Linked DNA regions of Ovis aries: region 1 is linked to region 2. Evidence: chromatin contacts called from public Hi-C data. All regions are on one chromosome and are shown on one strand. The core of a region is the stretch at or near the end of the contact, and the rest is flanking DNA. Distances in the headings are between cores, read along the strand shown.

What was found. A called contact is a pair of places that touch in the nucleus more often than the background predicts.
Region 1: a Hi-C map of hypothalamus shows a contact between it and region 2, with 1.9 times the contacts expected there. The contact joins two enhancer-like sites. A contact is called at or near these places in 3 of 16 Hi-C or Micro-C datasets (hypothalamus, muscle and tail adipose tissue).

What each region holds. Positions count from the first base shown.
Region 1 is chr2:13,274,411-13,280,975 of ARS-UI_Ramb_v3.0, reverse strand. All of the region lies in intron 7 of PALM2AKAP2 (PALM2 and AKAP2 fusion), which reads left to right. Among named protein-coding and RNA genes, the nearest start is that of C2H9orf152, 140 kb to the right of the region's middle. Within about 2 kb of position 3,530, at least 12 of the 54 cell types and tissues checked have an H3K27ac peak or open chromatin away from gene starts, as enhancers often do. A contact at or near this core is called in hypothalamus, where this site is marked.
Region 2 is chr2:13,207,570-13,214,500 of ARS-UI_Ramb_v3.0, reverse strand. The region is part of intron 7 of PALM2AKAP2 (PALM2 and AKAP2 fusion); the gene reads left to right. Among named protein-coding and RNA genes, the nearest start is that of C2H9orf152, 69 kb to the right of the region's middle. Within about 2 kb of position 3,285, at least 27 of the 54 cell types and tissues checked have an H3K27ac peak or open chromatin away from gene starts, as enhancers often do. A contact at or near this core is called in hypothalamus, where this site is marked.

The sequences.
Region 1 (6,565 bases), core at 2,281-4,780, 66 kb before region 2:
TCAAGTGATGGGACTGGATGCATGATCTTAATTTTCTGAATGTTGAGCTTTAAGCCAACTTTTTCACTCTCCTCTCACTTTCATCAAGAGGCTCTTTAGTTCTTCTTCACTTTCTGCCATAAGGGTGGTGTCATCTCCATATCTGAGGTTATTGATATTTCTCCCGGCAATCTTGATTCCAGCTTGGGCTTCTTCCAGCCCAGCGTTTCTCATGATGTACTCTGCATAGAAGTTAAATAAGCAGGGTGACAATATACAGCCTTGATGTACTCCTTTTCCTATTTGGAACCAGTCTGTTGTTCCATGTCCAGTTCTAACTGTTGCTTCCTGACCTGCATATAGGTTTCTAAAGAGGCAGGTCAGGTGGTCTGGAATTCCCATCTCTTTCAGAATTTTCCACAGTTTATTGTGATCTACAGAGTCAAAGGCTTTGGCACAGTCAATAAAGCAGAAATAGATGTTTTTCTGGAACTCTCTTGCTTTTTCAATGATCCAGCAAATGTTGGCAATTTGATCTCTGGTTCCCTTGTCTTTTTTAAGGCCAGTTTGAACATCTGGAAGTTCACGGTTCATGTATTGCTAAAGCCTGGCTTGGAGAATTTTGAGCATTACTTTACTAGCGTGTGAGATGAGTACAATTGTGCAGTAGTTTGAGCATTCTTTGGCATTGCCTTTCTTTGGGATTGCAATGAAAACTGACCTTTTCTAGTCCTGTGGCCACAGCTGAGTTTTCCAAATTTGCTGACATACTGAGTGCAGCACTTTCACACCATCATCTTTTAGGATCTGAAATAGCTCAACTGGAATTCCATCACCTCCACTAGCTTTGTTCATAGTGATGCTTCCTAAGGTCCACTTGACTTCACATTCCAAGATGTCTGGCTCTAGATGAGTGATCACACCATCGTGATTATCTGGGTCGTGAAGCTCTTTTTTATACAGTTCTTCTGTGTATTCTTGCCACCTCTTCTTAATATCTTCTGCTTCTGTTAGGTCCATACCTTTATCGAGCCCATCTTTGCATGAAATGTTCCCTTGGTATCTCTAATCTTCTTGAAGAGATCTCTAGTCTTTCCCATCCTGTTGTTTTCCTCTATTTCTTTGCATTGATCACTGAGGAAGGCTTTCTTATCTCTCCTTGCTATCCTTTGGAACTCTGCATTCAGATGGAACACTACTCAATCATAAAAAAGAAAGAAACAACGCCATCTACTACAACATAGATGAGCTTAGAGACTGTCATGCTGAGTGAAGTAAGGCAGGCAGAGAAGGACAAATATGCTGCTAATATGTGGGTTCTTAGAAAAAAAAAATGGTACAAATGAACTTATTTACAAAACAGAATAGAGTCACAGATGTAGAAAACAATCTTGTGGTTACCAGGAGGGAAAGGGTAGGGAGGGATAATTTGGAAAATTGGGATTGACATATACACACTACTATCTAAAATAGATAACTAATAAGGACCTACTACATAGTACAGGGAATTCTACTCAGCACTCTATAACGACCTATATGGGAAAAGAATCTAAAAAAGAGTGGATATATGTGGATGTATAGCTAATTCACTTTGCTCTACACGCCAAACTAACACAACATTGTAAGTCAGCTAGACTCCAATAAGAATTGTAAAATAAATAAAAGGTAACCTTCATCCTTGGTCCAGACTTTTCTACCAAATTCAGGGTGCCAGCCAGCGTTGGGGGCCTGGACTGGAATAAGCCTGTATGTATTTAAGGAAGTGAATCAGTTAGAGAAAAGCAGTTGGGGATTCACAAAAAACATGATTAAAAAAGCAGAACATTGTAGCATCTAACCCAGTTTACAGTGCCCTGTGAAGTTTAGTTTTTAGTCACTGTCTACTGGAGGGAAGTCCCTCCTCAAAACATCTCTGGAGTTGGGGACTGTCCACCTCAGGGCCAGTGACTGTCCAGTGTCTGTCCTTTGCCTAGGGGCCTCAGCCCTGCATAAAGGCCGTTTCCTAGGAATTTGCCTGTTACACTTGAGCAGTCTATCTGGACGTGTGATTCCTTAGCCAGGTGTCCATGGAGGGGCAGACAGTGTCTATGTGATACAAACTGTCAGCATCATCCCTGTGGGAGGAGCCTGGATGCTGCCTTTTAAACCGGTTCCGCTGGTGATGCCAAGAGCAGATGATGATGGCAATCCTGGGGCTCCATCAACAGAATTCTACGTGAGCATTCTATTCTGTTGAGTGCCGCAAACTCCGTATCTGCTAGATAGGCTTGGTGAGCAATCAGATCAGTGTATACCAGTGCCAGCCCGGAACTCTTAAGCTCTCTTCTCAGATGTTTTTTTCATAAGCTCTATATATGATTTAGTGAGGAAGCCTTGGAAAGGATGATTACTGTGCTGAGCAAGGATAAACGGTGATGCTAGTTTTTCCTGGGTTGTCAAAGGAGACTGGGTTGAACGTTACCCCATGGGTCTTAGAATGCCCTGGGTTAGCGAGATTTAGAGAATTTTGCCAGGCCTTCCAGGGTTTTCGTTTTTTCTTGGTTAGAAGGAGCGCATGTGTGTGGACCGGGTTGCCCGTACCATTCCAAGTTCTGTGAAGAGAGAGGAGTTCTTTAGGTGGCTGTCTGTCCATCCCTGTGATTTCTCCAAGGTGTGCGTGCTGATCCTGGGGGTCCAGGGCTGAAGCTGGGGTTTCCTTTAGCAGAGACCAGCCCTGCAGACTCTGGGGGAAGCCCTAACCCCCAGATAGAAGAGAGGGAAGGACGCCCGCTTGCCTTTCTTCCCCGCCAGCCTGACCAGGCTCGAATGCAGAGCTATGCCAGGGCTGACTAAGCCCTGCACCTGGGTGTAAGTATGAGGAAGGCCAAACCACACTTTCCTGTAGGCAGTTAACTACCGGGGCAGCTGCCTTTCTCAGCTTCTATTCACATGATGTCATTTGCACAGTGGAATAATGCAGAAACTTACTTTGTTTGGAGTGATGCCTCACATACTTTTTTTTTTTTTTTTGATACAGCCTACAAATAGAGAAAGACGCTATTGTTGAGACTTTTTCATATGTGTGGGGGGCAGGAGGGTGGTTGAGGGAATGATTTTCCCAAAGGAATTCATCTTAGTTAATATTCTAGAAAAATCTACACAACTCTGAATTCAAAAGCTCTCTCTGTATGTGTGTTAAAATCAAGGTCCATGTGCCATGTGCTCTGTGAACCCAAAAGGCTATATTTAGCCTGGTAGAGCAGTATTTTTGCATCAGAACATTTTATCCTTACTAAGGATAGCAAGGATTCTCCCTGGACACAATTACAGATGAGTAGACTTCATTCATTTGGGGAGGAATATGCACAAATGGTTTTGGAAATTTTGATCCGATCCGAAGCACATCCCTGTTTGAGATCAATTTTTCCTTTTGAGAAGAGTTTAAATCAGTGTTAAATGCAGCTCGGAGATGGGCCCAGAGAGTGGGAGAGATTGCTTTTGCATGAAATCACAATGTGTACATTGTTTTTAAATATTCTTTTCATCGTATGCTTCATTACGAAAACAGTTCAACAATTCACAGCCTCCAAAGGGTGACAGATGTTATGGTGTAACCAACAGAGAGAGTGTAAGCTGGAAGAAAGAAAAGGGAAGAAATCCCTCCCTCGCCAACCACCACTCAGAATGGAATTGAGTTTTTTCTTCTAGGGGATTCCCTGTAATCCCCAGGGATGCCTTGACCTTGAGGTTTCTAGGCACGGTGCTGGGAGGAGCTCAGAGAAAGAGGGAGGGAATTAACATTTTCCGAGTGCCAGATGCCAAACCAGTTGCTTTGTCTGCACTCTGTTACTTAATGCTTGCAGTCACCCTGGCTTTTCAAGTGAGGGTGCTGAGGCACTGAGAGGTTACCCGGTAACCAGCCAAGTTATGGGCTGTCAGCCAGTTTTCCTATGCTGCTCCCTCCTCCTGTGACTAAACCAGTGCTAAGGGGCCTGGGTGCTCTGAGTGTGGTTTGAGGACCTGAAGCATCAGCATCACGCAGGGGCTATGTTGAAACTAGAGTATCCTTAGCTCCATCCCAGACCTGCCAGTCGGAATCTGCATTTGTAACAAAAACCCCCAGGGATTTGTGTGCACATTACCGTGTATGAAGCTCTGCTACCCTGGACCTGGGGGAGGAAGGTCTGGTGGATACCACTGTGAAAACTAACCAAGCCTCAGGACAGCAATCAGGAGGCTGACTTGAGGGCTTGTCTCTCTGGAGCGGGAATGGGTGCAACTAGAATCTAGCAGGATGCAGCTTGCCCCACCCGTCCATAGTGCTGATGCTGAGAAACTCTGATCTAGTTGTCCAGATCTGGAATTCATGTCCTATAGATATGTTTTCATAGCCTCAGAGGCACAGGGGAGCTTTCTAGCAAGCCTAACTTAAATGAGATGATACTGATTGCATTTTGCTTTGCAGATGTGATTCTCTTCACTGGCATTTGCAAAGAGTGAATTTCATGCTGCAATTGCAGCATGATAGATTTCCATTAGGGTTTTGACAGTGGTACCCAGGATGCAGTGGAAATGTTTCTGAACAGGTGTTGAGTATGCCGTACTGGGGGTCACACTCCCACTCCCCAGTCCTGCCTGGCAACTGCGTTTTGCTTCTTTGTTTTACTCCCTAAACCTGCTCAGGCCTCTGTTCTAGCTCACAACCCCCAGGCATGCTGTGTTTGTTCTGCTGTGCCACCTGGAGGCTAGGGGAGGAAAGGGAATAAACAGCAAGATTGGTGAAGGGAGGCAAAGCCTCTTGCCCATCACCTTGCCTCCCAGCCTCCTGAGATTTACTCACCTCCCCCATTCCTGGGTTCTGTCCCTGGGTTGGGGAGATCCCCTGAAGGATGGCAGTAGCAACCCACTTCAGTATTCTTGCCTGGAGAATCCCTTGGGCAAAGGAGCCTGGCGGGCTACAGTCCATAGGGTTGAAAAGAGTTAGACACGACTGAAGCAACTCATTTCTCATATTCTCACTCAGCTCCTGTAATTCCAGCACCTCCACTGACAAACTGTCCTCTCTTCTCCCCTTTCTCTCTCTCTCTCCCTCTCTAGATTCTTGGCCCAGAACATCTGGAACTCTTTCCCCTCCATCCCCTCTGCCTCCCTTCCTTCTTTTCTCTCTGTTCTCCATTTATCAGCTGAAAATCAGCCTGAACCATGACTGGGGAAGTGAAACTAGCATGTCCAATGTGTAATAAGGGGGAAATAAGTTATGAATTGGAGTTCTATCCAGTAACGAATCCCTGTCATTCGTCTCCTTCAGAATAGCTATGAACACCTCTACCTACTCTCTTGTTTTATGCTCATTAAACTTGCTTTTTTTTTTTTTTTTTTAGCTCTAGAATTGGAAAACAGAGTTCTTTATGGGCTTTGGTGTGTTTTCCAATTTTCTTTCACTGTTTGTATTATAACACTCATTTTCCTGTTCTTTTTAATAAACATAATCCGTGAGGTAGGTTGTTCTCTACAAGTTTTGGAACCAAACTAGAGTTATCACCAAGGCATTCCAAGGAGAAGACAACATCTTTGCAACTTCTGTGTGCCTTCTTTTTGTGACTCTTATGATCCTTTGCAAATGAAAAGGCGGAGGGCCTTGGGGAGTGACCAGTGGGCTACACAGAATGTCCAGCTCCAGCATTTGGACCCAGATGCCAGGGCAGATGAAGCTGGGCCTCCAGCCAGAGTGGAATGCATCTTCCCAGTATTGGGATGCCTGTGTTTTTTCCAGTAGACCACCTGATCTGCTCCAGCGGGCTTTAAATTGGGAAATGTGGAATTACAGGGAATACTGGAAATCAGAGAACAGGAGATCAGTTTACTGTGGAGGATTATCAGTTATGTCACAAAAAGGGGAGATTTGACACCTGGTAACTGATTCCTAGCAATTGTTTTGAGGAAATAATTGGGAAATCAGCATTAGAAACAAACTTGTCTTTAAGACCAGTCTTAAAGGTATATAATTGAGAGGAAGAAAACCGTATAGTCCTTTGTCCCCTGAGCTGCCCCTCCTGACTCCAGCACACACCCTCTTAGTGTGCGGTCACATCTCATGAACGCCTCCAGGGCCCTCTTGGGTTTGATAATGTATGCCATCTTTTGTAAGAAACTCTTTGGGCTACAATTTATGCCTTTCACAAATTGATCTGGAAACTGCTAGTAAGAATCATCACAGAATTGACTACTGCAAATCCTTGGACCCTTTCAAAGTAACAATTACTGGCACTTTATGAAGAATAGCTCCAAACCAAGGGCAGAGTTGGTAAGAACAGAGGAAGACATAATTCATGTACAATTGAATAAAACCTTCAACCTTTAACATGGACCCATTTTCATCCACAAATTGGAACGAACCTTCTTTCCAAAGAGTATAACTTTAAAAAGCTCGAATTTTCATATTTTTTTAGTGAGTTGAATCTTCCATATGAGCAGCTACTCTGAGATCATGATCATGAATATTTAATCTTGTCAGTAGCTTATTGTTGTTGTTCACTCACTAATTCCCATCTGACTCTTTGTAACCTCATGAACTGCAGCATGTCAGGCTTCCCTGTCCTTCACTGTC
Region 2 (6,931 bases), core at 2,036-4,535:
ACTGGGTTAGGGCCCACCTGAATGACATCACTTGAGTTGATGATCTCTGTAAAGACCTTCATCTCCAAATAAGGTCATATTTTGAGGTCCTGCATGTTAAGACTTCAACTTACGAAGTTGGGTTTGAGGGAATGCAATTCAACTCATAACAAAGTGCATGTATATCTGTGTGTTTGTGTAATACACCATGACATCTCAGACTCCAGTCAAGAATGTATCTGTTACTTAGGTACTAGCACTTTAAGAGCATGTGCAGTACTCCCTGGAGGTACAGTGGTTGAGAATATGCCTGCCAGTGCAGGGACTATGGGTTTAATCCCCGGTCCAGGGAGATTCCACGTGCCCTGGAACATCCAAGCCCGCACATCACAACCGCCGAAGCCCACTTGCTCTTGAGGCTGCAAGAGCACATATGATTTCCTCTTTTGCCAACAGGGCAGATTTAAAACAATTTTTTACACACCTCCTCATGGGTACACTGGGGCAGGTGTGATTATGTAGTGGGTCCTGGGTACCACTCCTGCCTCTTGGCTCGAAATCACCTCTTTGTGGAGGGTCGTGCCTTGCTCTCTCATTTCTGAGCAGAGCAGTGGCACTCTGGGTATGGGATGTCCTCTCCACACTTTACTTTAGACCCTAAGTAGCATCTTGAAATGCATTTGGCCCTACAGTAGAACATTCCAGTTATTCCAAAGGGCAGAGCAGCCTAACATCAGAGTTTCCATAGCATAGCGCTCCCTGGAGACTTGGGTATCACCCAGTCAGTCACCGAGAAACTCCTGGATATTTCTAAATACAGTTCAGCTCATTAAAAATGTCATTTGGATGTTGTAAACAGTTGTAAAGTACACTATACGTTTAGCTTCCCTGGTGGCTCAGAGGGTAACGTGTCTGCCTGCAATGCAGGAGACCCGGGTTTGATCCTTGGGTCGGGAAGATCCCCTAGAGAAGGAAATGGCAACCCACTCCAGTATTCTTGCCTGGAAAATCCCATGGACGGAGAAGCCTGGTGGGCTACAGTCCACGGGGTTGTAAAAAGTCGGACACGACTGAGCAACTTCACTTCATATTTAGCTTCCTTGTCAAAAGAGACTGCCTGGGCTTCATCCACGCTGGTGATTCCTTCCCAGACTTGTGTTCGCGGGAGAGTCTCAGGGATCTGCGATGCTGACCTGCCACTGTCTTTGGACCGTTCGCTGCTTTGCCAGGATGACTGTTCCCAAACTGACCCCAAATAGATGGCCCCACAGGACTATACTTGGTATCTGTCCTCCTCTTTCTACTTAGTTCACTGTGCATCTCTGTGCTCTTTGTCTCTTCTAAAACCTTAACTGAAGAAAATGAATTCTGCATGGCCCTGATAGCCCTGGAATTCTGACTGACTTTCCAGCCAGCCAAAACCCTAAATTATGCCGCAAACTTCCCAGGGTAACCCAGGGTTCTGGGTGACCAGGTGAGTGGAAACGTGTCCACCCTGAGGCAGTGCTGAGAACCAGTCATTAACGAAGCATGAGCCTTAGTGTGTGGTGCTAAGGGTCTGCTTCTCTGGTGAAAGAGCGAGGGATGTATGTGAGGCAGTTGTGTCTCCCCAAGGCACACGTGGATCTTTTCTCTTTTCCTTCGTGGCAGAAGATACTAGTTAGCCCTGAGAAAGGGGAAACCACTCCCCCCAGACATCCCATGAACTTAGCACTCATCCCTGTCTTCAAATTCTGTCCCATTTCAACATGGGATATAATGTAACCACTGAAAATATATCAGACCCTGACCCTTAAACGACACAGAAAGTGCTTGTGAGATAATGTGAAGTGAAAAAAAAATTTGGCTACAAGACTGCCTATAGTGTGGTCTCAACTCTATGAAATACCTATTTCTAAAAAGGAGACTGCATGCTTAGCTCCCTTTCTCTCAGTGGAGGGAAGATGAATGACTTTTGTTTTCCAAATTTTCTGCAGTGAGCATTTATTTTTTTATACACACATATGTAGACCCTAAAGCGAAGCTGCTCAGTCTTCCGACTCTTTGTGACCCCGTGGACTGTAGCCTACGAGGTTCCTCCATCCATGGAATTTCCCAGGCAAGAATATCAGAGTGGGTTGCCATTTCCTTCTCAAACACACATATATAAGCTGTCCTAAGAGGTTCCTTTAACTGGATGCAGTCTGTTTAACCTGGATCTTCAGAATCTGTGAGGTTTTTGTTTTTTTTTTTTTCGCTTTGCCGCCTTGAACATCACTGAGATATTCATTCCCTGGCTGCCCAAGGCCCATCTCTAACTTGCCAAGAAGACAGCCCCAACTGGCTCCTTTGAGCATCACTAGCCTCCCACCTTCCCACTCAGCCCTGGACGTAGGGAGTGGACGAGCGAGGCCTCTGGCTGACTGGCTGCTGCCCTCTAGGCTCGGGGCCTGTAGGGAGGGGCCAGGCCTCTTTGAAGGGGGTTAAAGTTCTTCGTTGTGTGAATGGCCTTTGAAGGAGCAGAGGGAGGGCCAGCCGTGACCTCACAGTCTTCTGTCAGGAGACTCAGAAGGAATTTGTCCAGCTTGAGCCAGGGCGCAGGAAACCGCCTGGAAAAAGAGGCAGTTCTGAGCGGGGACGTGTGAAGCGGGCACTCTGGGCAGGGTAAGCCGAGTCTGCTGACCTAACTTACTGTCCTTTGCTTTCTGATCTGCAAGGAGAGGGTTCCCTCGTGAGGCCAGAGTCTCTATGGAGGAGGAACTCAGGGCGGGGACTGTGGCGCTGTGCTGTGGACGCCTTTCCTGCTGGAGGGAGAGTGGGCAGCTGGGCTTGGACAGGAGACTTGCTTCTTTTCTTACTAATCTTGTCAGACTCCCGGCTTTCTGAGCAGGAGCTCCGAGCCACACATACAGCGCGGGCAAAGGCACCCACCCCCTCTTTGCCAGATAGTGCTTTGAAGATGGTACATGAGTGTGTGCATGTGTGTGCCTGAGTGTGTGTGTGTGTCCCCCTTTCCACATCAGAACCAAGTGGCCCACCAGTCCTGGTGACTGTTTCTCTTATTTAATCTACAAGCCCACGTTGCAGAATGTGCCACATTCATAGAGTGACTTGAGCCTTCGCAGGGGAACATGTATGCCCATCTGCTGTGGGACCCAGGGCTATGGGGAGAAAACTGCATCAGCTGTCTTCCTAAGTACAGGACTCATCTGTGGACAAAGAGTTAATCTCGAAAGCCTCTGGCACCGTTTTCTCCTGGCTCTGTGTTCACACAGTGGATTTTCTGCTGGGTCCACGGTGGAGCCCAGCTTTTGCTCTCTGCCATTACTGGTTGGCCAGGCCTGAATCCAAGATCCCGAACTATTTTAAAACTAAGAAGGACACAGCTAAGTTATACAGGACTGAAGCCAGGGACTTGCTTTCAGCAGAATCAGTTACCCTAGAAATTTCAGGCTGCAGGAGCCAAAGTTCCCTCTGTGGCCTTGACCTTGGTTTATTCTGGAGGTGGGGGACTGTTCTATGAGATAGTTTCATAGTGAAAAGGGTCTTCTGCAGGAAGAACATCTGAGGACTCCTTGATAAAGAGCTTGGAGTGTATCCCATCAAGGAAGAAGCGAAACTTGCCTTTCTTGGAGCTGAAATAAGGCATTTGCCTCATTCAGGGGAAATCTCCCAGTGCTTCGCAATCCCTTTGGTAGGGAATGGGTCTCCAAAGAAAATAAGCCTTTCACCAGCGGCTGCAGAAGAGGCAACAGCTTCTTTCCTCGCCTCCTCCCATCACACCCCCTTCACACACACACTCTTTCGTTTCTTTCAGAGAGAGCCCAAGCTGTAAATGTGTTCATCAAACCACACCTTGACATCTTCCAGATGTGCAGCCTGACATCTGAGCCACTGACTTTTCAGCAGGGTGAAGGGGATGCTATTAATAGGGCAGGCTGCAGTGGTGGGAGACTCCCTTTACATTACAAAGGGACCGCTTCTTTATCAGGATTGTCCTCGAGTCAAGACACAGCCCGGCCTTGTTTCCAATGGAAGGGGCTTCCAGAAGTGTTTTCATGCCGTCGTCTGCAAGCCTGGACCTGAGACCTGAGCCAGAGAGAATAGCAGGAGGGTGACTGCTAGGTTGACCAAGACCAGAGAAGCTCTCAGAAAGAAAAGCTGAGCCTGTAGGAACAGAAAGCTCTTTTTCGGACTGTCAGAGTCACATTTAGCCATAATGGCTTCATGGCAGGAGGTCAGTGGGGGGATGGGGGTTAGGGGAGGAAACCCCAGAGGCAGAGTTAGTGTTAGCCCCCTCTATTAGAGGTCATGTCCTTATCCCCGAGCCCATCCAGTCTAAATTTAGCTGTAAGTACCCTGGAATGCCGGGGGTCTGAGATCTGCCTCTTGTCAGCCAGGAGCTGGGTCTCTGGCCTCCTTGGGGAGTGGCCCGCCTCCTGGCTTCCCACGGCCAACACCAGCCTTTGCTGTTACAGGCCGGAAGACGCTCTGCTGGGGTGGGGTGGGGGGAGAGGAAGTTCTGCCTGGGACTGGAATGCGGTCCAGGTTAACTCCAGGGTCGTTCCCCTCCACTTCCTGGCCCAGAAGCCTGGAGCCCAACCCAGGAAGCAAGCCATCCTCGGACATTCCCACTCTCCGTACCTTCACAGGGGTGGGTGGAAGGGGCCACTCAGAGTCCCAGCGGCTTCTCTAGTGGGGGTGGGGGTGGGGGTGGGAGAGGAGGTGCAGGCCAGCTACTGAGGAACCCTGGTGCTTCCAGCTTCCTTCATCCGTTCTTCTCAGCCTGCCCCATCTGCCACCTTGAACAGACCAGGCAGTTGCCTTCTAGTTACTGTTGTAGCAGTCTCTCCTCTTGTTATCTCTGCTAACACATCTCTTTATGTGAATCTGCCCTCTCTCTCTCTCCAAGGCTGTAAGCTCCCTGCTGCAGCGCGAGGCGCACTCCAGCGCCCTACGGTCCTCCCAGGGCCCCGGCACAGGGCTTGTCACTCTACAGGTTCTCAGGACGTGCCGTAGAGATCCACCGTTACCTCTTCAGCCTCTGTGCTCCCCTTCCATGCTCCTTGGGTTCCCTCGGGCTTCAGTCTGTCTCCCCCAGACCTCCCGACTGGGGCTCCACCCCATGCTTCCAAGGCTGATGAACCTCAGCAGCCCCAGGCGGACATCTTACCAGTGTCTGGGCATCCTCCCCCTGCCAGGTCGCACCCTCTCCTCCCATTTGCCGTCCTGATGGAAACTTTGGCCAGAAAATAAAGAGCCCTGAATAAACCATTAAAGACAGCCACTCATGGCCTATGGAACACAGCAGTTGTGCCCTGTGTCTTAAAAACTCAACTTAGGAAAGAGAGGCAGGACAAGAAAAGCAAACAGATGCCCTCTGGTTTCACAGCCATGAGGAAGTTTTTCTTTGTACCGTGCCCCTCTTCCTGGGCCAAGAACGAGTTCATACTTTTGGTGTAACTTTAAAATAACTAGATTAAAGGATCAGGTCACTTATTACCTGGGGAAACGTGTTTCTAATTTAAATATCGTGGCTTTAGTAGGAAGTAATCTGGGTTATTCAGAGCAGAGAAACCTGCCTGTGCAGCAGGCGCCTGGTGTTTGAATGAATTTGGGTCACAGTGCATTTAGGCTAGGAGCCTGGGAAGCTGGTGACAGACATCGTTAACAGTAGGGTGTTGTGTTAGGCGCTCAAGAGTAGGATGTTGTGTTAGTTGCTCGGTCGTGTCCAACTCTTTGCGACCCCATGGACTGTAGCCTGCCAGGCTCCTCTGTCCATAGCATTCTCTGTCCATGGGATCCTCTAGGTAAGAATACTGGAGTGGGTTGCCACTCCCTTCTCCAGGGGATCTTCCCAACCCAGGGACCGAACCCAGGTCTTCTGCATTGCAGGGGGGTTCTTCACCATCTGAGCCACTAGGGAAGCTCAAGAGTAGGGTAGGGAGGTAGAGAATAGACAAACACAACAGAGTGAGTAGAAGCATCTGCTTCTCACTTGACCTTGTAGCAAAGGACACCTTTCTGGCGTCCCCCTGGGCCCAGCCAGACCTGCTAAGGACAATGCATTGCCTTCACAAGTGCCCCCAGCCAGAGGCCCAGGTGTCCTGGGAAGAGAGAGCAGACAGTCATCCGTGGCCTAAGCAGAGCAGGCCGCAGGGCCCTGATGTGTCCTCTGTGCAAGTCAAATGGCCACCTTACCTGTGCTGCCAACTGGTGCTGGGGAGGAGTCGTAGCCTTGTCCACTGCCGTGACTGGGATGTGGGATTTCAAATTTTGCCTCTGGATGTCATCAGAGGAAGCACAGGACCCGCCTCAGAGGCCAGATCCCCAGACTGAGCAGGAGGTCCGCATCCCAAACTCTATCCAGAGGGTCCTGCAGGTAGAGCAGAAGATGAGAACTGAAACTAGGTCTCCAGGGCATCCGGTTGGTTTTGAAAGGGGTCCTCGACTTGTGAAGCCAAGTTGTATACTGTGACTTCTAGAGATTCAGGTGTGCAAACCATCAGCCTGAAAATCACACAAATGATCTTCAGATCCATACACCTTCATAAGACTTCCCTTGTCATTTTGGAAGCTTCCAGTCATGGAGAATACCTTTTGAGGTACTGGGATAGAATTCAGAAGAACTGATCTTCCTTCAGGTCCTGGATGTGCTATTTATTAGCCAGGAGATCCTGGGACAATCTCTCTAAACCTCTTTTTTTTTTTTTTTACTTTTTAAAATTATGAAAATATGATAACACATTTATATGAGACTTAGAAAATACAGAACAAGGTTACATATAGTTCCACTATGTGCATGCGTGCATTGCCACTTCAGTCGTGTGCGACCCTCTGGACTGTAGCCTGCCAGGCTCCTCTGTCCGTGGGATTCTCCAGGCAAGATACTGGAGTGGGTCGCAACGCCCTCCTCCAGGGGATCTTAGAACCTACATCTCTTATGTCTCCTGCATTGGCAGATGGGTTTTTT